Linked DNA regions of Anas platyrhynchos: regions 1 and 2 are each linked to region 3. Evidence: chromatin contacts called from public Hi-C data. All regions are on one chromosome and are shown on one strand. The core of a region is the stretch at or near the end of the contact, and the rest is flanking DNA. Distances in the headings are between cores, read along the strand shown.

Region 1 (2,822 bases), core at 186-2,685, 230 kb after region 3:
ACAGTTCCTAACAGCCAGCAGCCCCATCCGGAATCCTGCCAGATGCTTTTACAGATCAGTATGATCCTAAGACCTTGGTCTCTGTTTCTGCCCTGCCAGATTTACTGGATAACCTCTGCAAAGTGATTCCCTCAGTCCCAATGGTAAGAAATATTTAGAGGCTGATGCTGCGTGTGATAAACAGCACAACCCTTGGCAGCAGTAAGGCAGACCCTTCCCCTCAGCTGTGACCACAGCTTCTCCTTATTAAGCTCTTTACGTCATTAAGTGGCCCCACCGGGAGCAGCAGAAAGCACAACTGGGAACATTAATGAAGATCTACAGCATTACAAGGAAAAGCTCAATGAATCAATGCCTCGTGCCTTATTCCCATGGCTATGACATGTCCCCATTAGTAACAGGAGAGGGTTTGAAACAGGAGAAACCTCCCCTTCTCCTCTTTCCCACTCGACAGGGTTGCACTGCTCAGCAGCGATAGCTGCTTGCAGGCCACAGAGGTGGCTCTGGCTAACTTTGTGCCCTGGTGCACCCCCTGTGTCAGTCCTCACCCAAATGCTGCCCACACCAGCAGCTGGGACGCATGCTGGCTCTGTCACACATCCCTTCTGCCAGCTGGCAGCAGCTGCTTCACTCCCAAAGCAACCATCCCCCTTCTCTAGGGACAGAAGTGAGCCATCACTGGGCACCAGGGCTCAGAAACTCAGCCAGCAAGAGATATGAGGCAGAAAGGGAGGATTAGGAGACTTTAGGCTGCTTTAGGGAAACCCAAAAAACATATATAAGCCATCAGCTTGCACAGATGAGAAGCAGTCTTACCTACTGGAACGAAGATCTGTGGCACGTGTTCAAAGCGTACGAAAGGAACCCGGGTGCACAGCCAGGGGATTAGGAACGGGCTTCACACCTGCACGCATTCACCCACAGCTGGATTCATACAGCGGCCAAATAGCTCCGAGAAGCAGGGGGAGACGGTGAGGGGAGAGGCTGGGGCTGAAGCTTCATGACTGTTGCAGGATGAAGACAAAGACCCACGTCAGGCACAGCCACAAGCAGTGATGCTCTGCAACTGCTGCAGGTATCCCTCCCGCAGGTCCCTGTCCTAGTGCACAGCCCTAGGGACGGGAAACTGCTGAGGAGGTTCCTGCACCAACACCCTGAGGGCAAGGGCTGGTTGTGGGAGCAGACCTACACTTTTCTGCCCTGGGTCACACCTTGGGAACATTTTGATTTCCATCAGCAGGCACAAAAATTGGTGAAAATCAAGGAAACTTGACCAGATTTCCCCCATATTTCATGTACATGCTCAGCAAATAAATCAGTGACCTTCAATTGCTCAGTTGTTAAGTTTTATACTCAGGGTCATGCAGCCACAGGGTGCAGAGGCATACACGTGTACCTATCAATGGCACAGAAACAGCTCCAAGGCTGTCTTGCAGGGAGTTACTGTACACAGGCCCTGGTTTTCCGCTGTTCTTCCTAGCACCTACTCTGAGTAGGGGCAAGGACTACACAAAATAACGATGTGTTTCTTTGCAAGGGATTTCTGTGTAGGGATGAGTTCCCTCTCCAGCAATGACAGTGTGAGAGCTCACGTGTTAATGAAGGACAGCACCAAGTGGGACAGAGCAGTAATAAGGCTTATGCAGAGGGTAGATCAAGGGGGCTGTAGAGCTTTAGGCCTTCTAGTAGGTTTGGCAGCAATCTTTACGGTACACAGCACAGTTCCCATGGCATTGATAATGATTCTTATACCAGTACTAATCAATCCCATCCATAGTTCCCCAAGAGCCTACTCCTTGCAAAAAGGATTACCAGTAACACTTGCCTGCAGCATGGAAGGAACAGATCACAGATCTGAGCTCCCTGTGAATGTATGTTAGGCAGTAACAGCCATCCCCTCCTAGGCCTGTTATGCTTTTGATAGCCAAAAATAAGACGGGGAGTTGGTCTGTGAGGCAGCCTTGTAAGCCTGCCTACACCCCACAGCAAGGTAATAACATACCCGTGAAAGCACCGACCACTTCCACTTCGCCTTTCCTTAGGTTCAAACCACAGCTCCTGTTCTCTCCTAACCTTCTCCCTCAGCAGCCTGTCGGTGCCCCTTAGTTCTCCAGGCTTCTCCTCCGGGCCCCCACAGGTCACCAGCACCACGGAGTCAGCCTTGATATGGGCAGGATGTCACTTGACCCAACATTACTGACACGGTGACCATGTCTATTACTCACAAGAGAGCTTTGCCCAGGTAATCTGCTTGGTGACTTGGGGAGCTCGTCTCGGGGAGTTGGGAGGGGATAGCAGCTAGGGACTGCCGGGTACCACACATTTATCCAAGTGTCTGTGATGGGCATGTCTTGGCCTTGTCACCGGGCAAGTTTAACCCCGGAGATTTAACACATTAGTGAGTGTCAGCCTGACAGTACTTTCCCCTCAAAAGGAAAAGCCCAGAACAAGACAGTGTCAAGCAACCCTTTTCAGCAGCTCCCATGCCAGGAGGGCCACAAATCCCCATAGGAGGAGGCACCATAGCATGGACCTCGTCTGTCTTGGTCTTTGCTGAAAAGCACAATGAAAGAGCCAGTCAGCAACAGCACATGTCAAAATCTGCCTTTAATACCACTACAGTGACCGGCGTTGTTCCAGTGGTCACCCTCTCCTTTCACAAACACCTAGAGAACAAAGTGCGATACTGGGCGCAGGAGCCCAGTTCCAGCTCATGCTGCCTCATTATCTTCTCAGCCTTGTTTAGTCTTTGTCTCCAACGTAGATGGTAAACTCACAGGGGCAGTGACCATGACTTAGTTCACTGAGTGCCAGACAACTGC
Region 2 (3,180 bases), core at 627-3,126, 160 kb before region 3:
CTAGGGCTTTATAAATCACAGCTCCCTGGGCTGACCACAGCTGCGCAGCTTGGCAGCAGCAGAAGTGGGAGCAGCCCCGGGAGTGAGGCTGTAGCCATCTGCTGTGCAGAGAGGGTCACCTGCCGCGTGTAACCGAGCCCTTCCTTCCCCTAGTCATGCCTTCTGCCCCTTACTGGGTAATCTCCACCGACTACGAAAACTACTCGCTGGTGTACTCCTGCACAAACATCCTCTGGATCTTCCACATTGACTACGCCTGGATTATGTCAAGAACTCCCGACATGCACCCGGAGACTGTGGAGCACCTGAAGAGCGTCCTCCAGTCCTACAAGATCGACACTGAGAAAATGATGCCCACGGATCAGCTTAACTGCCCCGCTGAGATGTAACTCCCAGCACGCAGCCACACAGCACCAGACCAGCTATGAACTTTGTTGCTTTTGTTATTAGCCATTAGATTTCTCTTTGTAACAGAGAAATGCAATAATCCCCTTGCTAATGGTAGTTTGCCAGCCCTGAGTCACTCCGTGCTGTTGTTCCCTCTGTTGCTGTTCTCTGTTTCATCTCACTCTGCCTGACTTTGGCAGAGTGGCTGATTCAAAGCTGATGGGTGCAGAACAGAAACCCTGACGTGCAGGCGTGAAGCTCTGCTGTTGCTGCAAATCCTGCAGCGGGGGGAGGCAGAAAGTTATGAGCTGCTATGTGCAAATGTTAGCCCCAGGGGGAACCATGCACCCATAAGTTGTTTTGATGCTTCTGGGCCCGCCGGGAGCACAGGGTGTCTGAGCACAGGGTGTCTGAGCACAGGGGGTCAGTGCTGCAGCCTGGGGCTGGGTGCTTTGAGCACATTTTCTGGTGTGGGGCAGTAGGTGGAAGCTACTGCCAAGTCAGTAGATCTACTTGCTAGGGTTTGGGTCTGGCCTTTTTTAAAGTCTGAAAATGTCCAGAAAAACAGCATTGCTCCATCCCGGGTGTCTGTACACGTCTTCCTGTGCCCCTTGCGAGGCTGGTCCTGCACTACCCGAGCTCCGAGCGTACCCATTAGCAGACAGAACGAGTGGGGGCTGCTCGCTTGGTCTCTGCTCCCAAGGCTTCCCCCTGCTCATCACCTCCTGTGCACCCACTGTCTCTGCCCCTGCCCTGCCAGAGGCTCTGCTCCAGCTCTGCTCACATAGCACCGCTGCAACTCATTAAAACGAAATCCAAACACCTGCTTCTGGCCCTCTCTGCCTTCCTGCCTGTGTGGCATGCTGTCGGCTGGGCGCCCACCTCCGTGCTTCTGCCTCCTGCCTGGGAGGGCCTGGCTGCAGGGGGCTTACCCCTGCTGTTGGGGGGGCAACCTGGTGTGGTGCAAAAAGGCACCTCGTAAGCAGCTGTTGGAGTGCTGGGATGCCCTGTGCAAAGCCAAGGTGCTTTTGTACACACCTGGGTTTTATTGTGCTGGGAGAAACTTAAAAAAAAACACAAAAAACAGCTGGGGAGGGAGTAGAGGGACTCGGGGTGCTCATTGCTTTTGCTCTGCAGCTCGCTGAGGACAAATGCCATCGTGCTGGCAGCCTGCTGGAAGCCACCTGCACCATGGCCACCCCTGCTGCGTTGTGTCCATGGAATAAACCCCTTGCCGTGCCCTCAGCACGCAGCAGGTGCCGGGCACCTCAGCACCACCGAGTGAAGGGGGGGATGCTGCGGCCGGGGGGGCTCCCTCGCCTCAGGGGCAGGCTGGGGGCGAGGCAGGAGCGACTCCCCGCAGCCCCCAGCAGCGGGCTCGGCCTCCCCTCAGCTCCCGTCCCTGAGGGCCCGGGTCCCCCCGTGAGGCGGGCGGGTGGCTGCGGTCCGCCGGCCGCCAGGGGCCGCGGTGGGGCCCGGCGGGGCCGTGAGGCGAGGCCGTGAGGCGAGGCGGGGCCGTGAGGCGCGGGCCGGAGGCGGGCGGCTCGGCCATGGAGGCGCCCTCGGTGTCCTCGGTGCCGGCCGCCTCCGCTTCGGGGGCGCCGGCGGGGCGAGGGCCCATCAAGGGCATCCTGAAGAAGGGCGGCGGGAAGGCGGCGGGGGGCAGCGCGGCCACCGGGGCCAGGCGGGCCAGCCCGGCCCGCGACGACGACGAGCACGGGTGAGGCCGCGGAGGGGAGGAGGAGCGGGGCCGGGGGGTGCTGGGGGGCCGCGGGGCTGCTTTGTGGTGTGGGCAGCGGGGTAACGCTGCCGGTAAGGGCAGTAACAGCAGCTGTGTTCGGCAATGCTCAGCGAGCAGCCTCCAGACTGAGCAGCAGCAGCGCGCTGGGTTAGTCCCGAAAGCCTCGAGGTGGGCTTGGGCTGTGGGGACCTCCCCTCCTGCCTGCTGTGAGCGCCCGGTGTGTGGTGACAGCGCCCTGAGACGCCATCGCATTGTGGTGACCGCATTCTGCACACCCGTGTTTGTAGGAGCTCTTTGGGCAGTTTTCTTCGCTTGGGACCTCAGTTGGTATTGCAAGGAGAGGAATAACAACCATCAAAATGTGCGTGCAGGGTCCTTTCTGTCATGGTCATGTTCCTTTTCCTCTTTGCCTAGTCTAAGTCAGCCAGGTAGGAACTCAAAGTTGTTCATTTTCTGTACTGCCTGTGGCAAAGGCTCCTGCTTTCCAGAGAGACATTATTACGACTGAAGGAGTGGCCTGATATTTTTGAAGAAATGGAGTGTAAGTAGCAATACACTGCACATGAGTTGTGTGTGTTTTTTTTTCCTCCTCTAGTTTTAATATAAGCACTACATACTTATTATCACGCCAGGCATACAGTGAAACTGGCTGTGAGGGGCCTCTGTTTCATTTTCTGTGGTCTTTCTTCTACCAGCTTCAAGAGTGATCAGAAATACAAGCAAATGAGCTGAGTGTGTGGTGTAGCTGGGGGTAAGCAGTTAAGCAGACAGGAATCCAGCTTCTTGTTCTTATTTACTGACGTGAATCAATAAATGTGTTATTAGATTAATTCTGAAATTGCCTTGCAAGTTAAAGCACATTGCCTAAATCTGGTACACTGCATTAGAAGATTTCCTGGAAAGATCAGGATGGGGAATTTAAAGCTAGTTTGCGTGCAGATATCATTTTTTTAGTTGGTGACTTCATTACATCAGCGTTGCTTCTAAATTTAGCAAAATCATTTTGTGTTCTAAAAGAATTGGAAGCAGTGCAGCTGTGATGTTCCTTGCAG
Region 3 (3,181 bases), core at 240-2,739:
ACCAGGCTCCCCCTTTTCCTGGTGGTCCCAGGTGCAGGATGGTTTCAGCGCGCCCTATGGCATGTCATGGTGGCCCTTCTGCCAGGCCCAGGGCTCCTCTGGCACCTCTGTCCCACCCGTGAGGACAGCCTGGTGCTGCTGCTGGCTCTGTGTGCCAGTTTGTCCCCTCCCTGGCCAGCCCTGTCCCAGCTGCTCTCCAGACTCTGGGTGAATACATGGTGCCCTCCTGCCTGGCAGGAGCCCTGCCGCTCTTCAGGCCCATCTCCCTGCCGTGCTGACACGTGTCTGACTGCAGCTGCAAACAAGGGGATTCAGGCAGATGCAATGCTGCACAGAGCAGAACTGTCCGTGTGTCCTTTCAGGGGTGCCTTGGGGGGCAGGGGGTGGTTTTTAGTGTATCTGCTTGTCAGGCTTGAGCTGGTAATACCGCTGAATCAAGCATTGTGAAACCGCATGAATAATGAATAGCCATCACATGAATATTTCAGAGACACAGTCCTGAGATCTCCCAGTGCTGCCTTAAAGGAAAATGGAGGAAAAGTTGTCCAGAAAGAACAATGTTTCCTTTAGGCAAAATGCACTGGCACTGCTGGCTTTTGAAAATGAGCTGCTGCTACTAAATAATTCTCAGGATTTGCATGAAAAACTGGAGCAATGGTTTTGCTCCAAGGCAGAAGAAGTTGGGAGGGAAGCCAGCCTTTTTGGTACTAGCAGATGATTACCCCGCAGTGGAAGGAGAGCAGACTTTGCCTTTGTCTGTCCAGGATTTTTTGTGAGCAGTCCCAGCAGCTGTGGCCGCCCTCCAGCCAGCCAGGCGCTCTGTTAACACGGAGCAGAGGAGCCTGGTGGTGCAGCCAAGCGGGGCTGTGCTGCTGGAGGTTTTGTGCCCGTCTCCTCCGTGCTGTCCCGAGCTCTCAGCCCCTAATGTATGTGCATGGGTACCCAGGCCACCTCTATGCAGCTCCTGTGTCTTCTCCTAGAAGACTTTTACTCCTTGGTAAATGTCATCTATGAGAAGCAGGTTGCCAGGTGAAGTACAACCGAAAGAAACCCATCTTGCTCAGGTAGACGCAGCACAGCGATGGGTGGGCTGGGGAACGCTGCAGTTAAAAATAGGGAATTAAGGACCTAGGCGAGACTTGGCTGTCTCTGTCACTTGGCCACCCAGTCTGCATCTCCCTCAGCACTGCTGTGTGCAGTGACCCTTGCTGATGCACCCTGCTGAAGGCCTGAGGTGGGTTTGTGGAAGGAGGCTGGATGAAAGCTGGTGAGGTGCTGAGCAGCGGGTCGTTGGCTCAGTCCTCTGCTGATGGCCCCCTGAGGCACCAGGACCACCGTGTGCCCTCCGTGTGGTGGTTTTGGGCGAAAAAACGAGGGGAAAGAGGCAGCTGAGCGGGCTGCAGGCATCCCACCGAGCCTTTCTTTCTTTGCACACAGGGACAGCCGGCGGGGCAGGGCCGCGGGGCCGGGCAGGGCACACAGAGGGGACAGCGGGGACGCAGGATGGGGACAGGGAGAGACCCTGTCAGGGACCCTGACAGGGACGGCCACGGAGCCACCGGGCGGAACCTTCCCTCCCCGGAACGGCGCAGCGGGGCCGCGGCGGAGCGGCGGCTGCGGGGAGCTCCGGTTGCCGGGGCGGCCGGTTCCGGGCGGGCCGCATGGGGAGGAAGCGGGGAGCGGGGCTCGGCCGCTGCCTGCAGCGGGGCGCGGGGCGCCGCGGGGCCGCCTCATGGGTAGGGCGGCGGGGATGGGGCCGGGGGTGTACAGAGGGGGTCGGTGCGGGCTAACGGTGCCCTCTTGTCCCGTCCCGGCAGCGGCACGCCAGCGAGGTGGGCGACGAGGCTGGCCCCGAGCAGCGGTCGGCGGTGGAGCAGAGCCCGCTGGAGGAGTTCCTGGCCACGGCCGAGCTGGCCGGCACCCGCTTCGTGGCCGGTGAGGGGCTGGAAAGGGCCTTGGGGGGAGTGTGGGGCTGTGGGGATGGGGCAGGGGGGCTGGGGTAATGGGGGCAGGCAGCAGGGGTGCTGCCAGGCACATCAGGCTCTGCGTGACCGCCTCTGTCTGTCTGTCCATCCCTCAGAGCGGCTGAACATCCAGTTTGTGTCTGCGCAGAGCCGCACCGGGCTGCTCACGGCGCAGGAGGCCCAGCACGTCCAGCAGCTGCACGAGGAGAACCGGCGGTTCCTGCGCATCCCGAGGAGGTGGGTGATGCTGGGCTGGGCGCCCGCTGAGGTGGTGGCTCCCGTGTGGGCTCTGTCAGCCTGGGGACGCTGCTTTGTCACCCCCGTGTTATGGGGGGTGCCGTGACCTGGCCTTCCACCCAGCAAACCTTTCAGACCTTTTATGCGCAGCAGACAGAGAGATGAATCTTCTGTTTTCAACGCCCTGCAAATCTCAGCTGGGGAGACCAACTGTGTGAGATATGCTGTGTGTAGGGTAATGTCCATTTCACTTTAGCTGTCGGGGTTTAAAGGGACCAAGGAAATGAGAAGTACTTAAAGCAGCAGCAAATAGTTGCCTGTACGTGTGACGTACAACCACGTCACTGTAACTGAGTGTGTGGTACCTGTGTTCTTTGTAGATGCTTGCTATAATAATATAACTGGTATAACCACTAAAACTTTTGACCATCTGCTCCAAAATGCGTTTGTTGCAGGCCATATTGGGATAGGACAACCAGTGCAGAAGACTTGAAACAAGCTGAGAGGGAAAGCTTTCTTGAATGGAGGCGACAGCTTGCCCAGTGAGTATGCACTTGCGTGTGTGTGGTGTATGGCTGTTCAGATTTGGACCCTTCCCCAGGAAGAGATGGGTTGTACTTATCCTTGTTAGACATCTAAAATTAACCTCTTCTCAGTGGCTCCTTGTACTTCTTCTAGAAGGTTGGACATCCCAGTCACAGTACAGACACACCTTTGTGGTGAGCTGCACGTAGTTCTACTGTGCGTGCACATTCTTGTACTGCTTACAGCCCAAATTCTTGCAGTGCTTACCCATAGCTGCTGTTACTCAATCTCCAAACTGTGTTATCTGCTTTATTAAAAGTACTGCATTCAGCCTTGCCCCTGTGATTCCCTAACGTTCACGACAGAGTGTGTTGTGCTCTTGACTTTGGAGTGATGAATGTGTCATCTAAGAGCAGCAGTGGTGCTGCCAGCTCTGTCTACAGCAGATTGTGCTG

Evidence for each region. A called contact is a pair of places that touch in the nucleus more often than the background predicts.
Region 1: a Hi-C map of liver shows a contact between it and region 3, with 2.2 times the contacts expected there. The contact joins the enhancer-like site here to the promoter of LSG1 in region 3. A contact is called at or near these places in 2 of 8 Hi-C or Micro-C datasets (liver and skeletal muscle).
Region 2: a Hi-C map of subcutaneous adipose tissue shows a contact between it and region 3, with 3 times the contacts expected there. The contact joins the promoter of PPP1R2 here to the promoter of LSG1 in region 3. A contact is called at or near these places in 2 of 8 Hi-C or Micro-C datasets (skeletal muscle and subcutaneous adipose tissue).

The regions. Positions count from the first base shown.
Region 1 is chr9:12,498,639-12,501,460 of IASCAAS_PekinDuck_T2T, reverse strand. No RefSeq gene overlaps it. Among named protein-coding and RNA genes, the nearest start is that of OPA1, 71 kb to the right of the region's middle. Within about 2 kb of position 1,435, at least 4 of the 8 cell types and tissues checked have an H3K27ac peak or open chromatin away from gene starts, as enhancers often do.
Region 2 is chr9:12,881,824-12,885,003 of IASCAAS_PekinDuck_T2T, reverse strand. PPP1R2 (protein phosphatase 1 regulatory inhibitor subunit 2) reads left to right here and starts at 1,876. Exons shown (of 8, transcript XR_011811279.1): 1 at 1,876-2,107. APOD (apolipoprotein D) reads left to right here. Exons shown (of 5, transcript XM_027464777.3): 5 at 154-1,209. The coding sequence ends at 389.
Region 3 is chr9:12,723,572-12,726,752 of IASCAAS_PekinDuck_T2T, reverse strand. It overlaps LSG1 (large 60S subunit nuclear export GTPase 1), which reads left to right and starts at 1,489. Exons shown (of 14, transcript XM_072042330.1): 1 at 1,489-1,629; 2 at 1,818-1,935; 3 at 2,081-2,201; 4 at 2,657-2,743. The coding sequence starts at 1,504.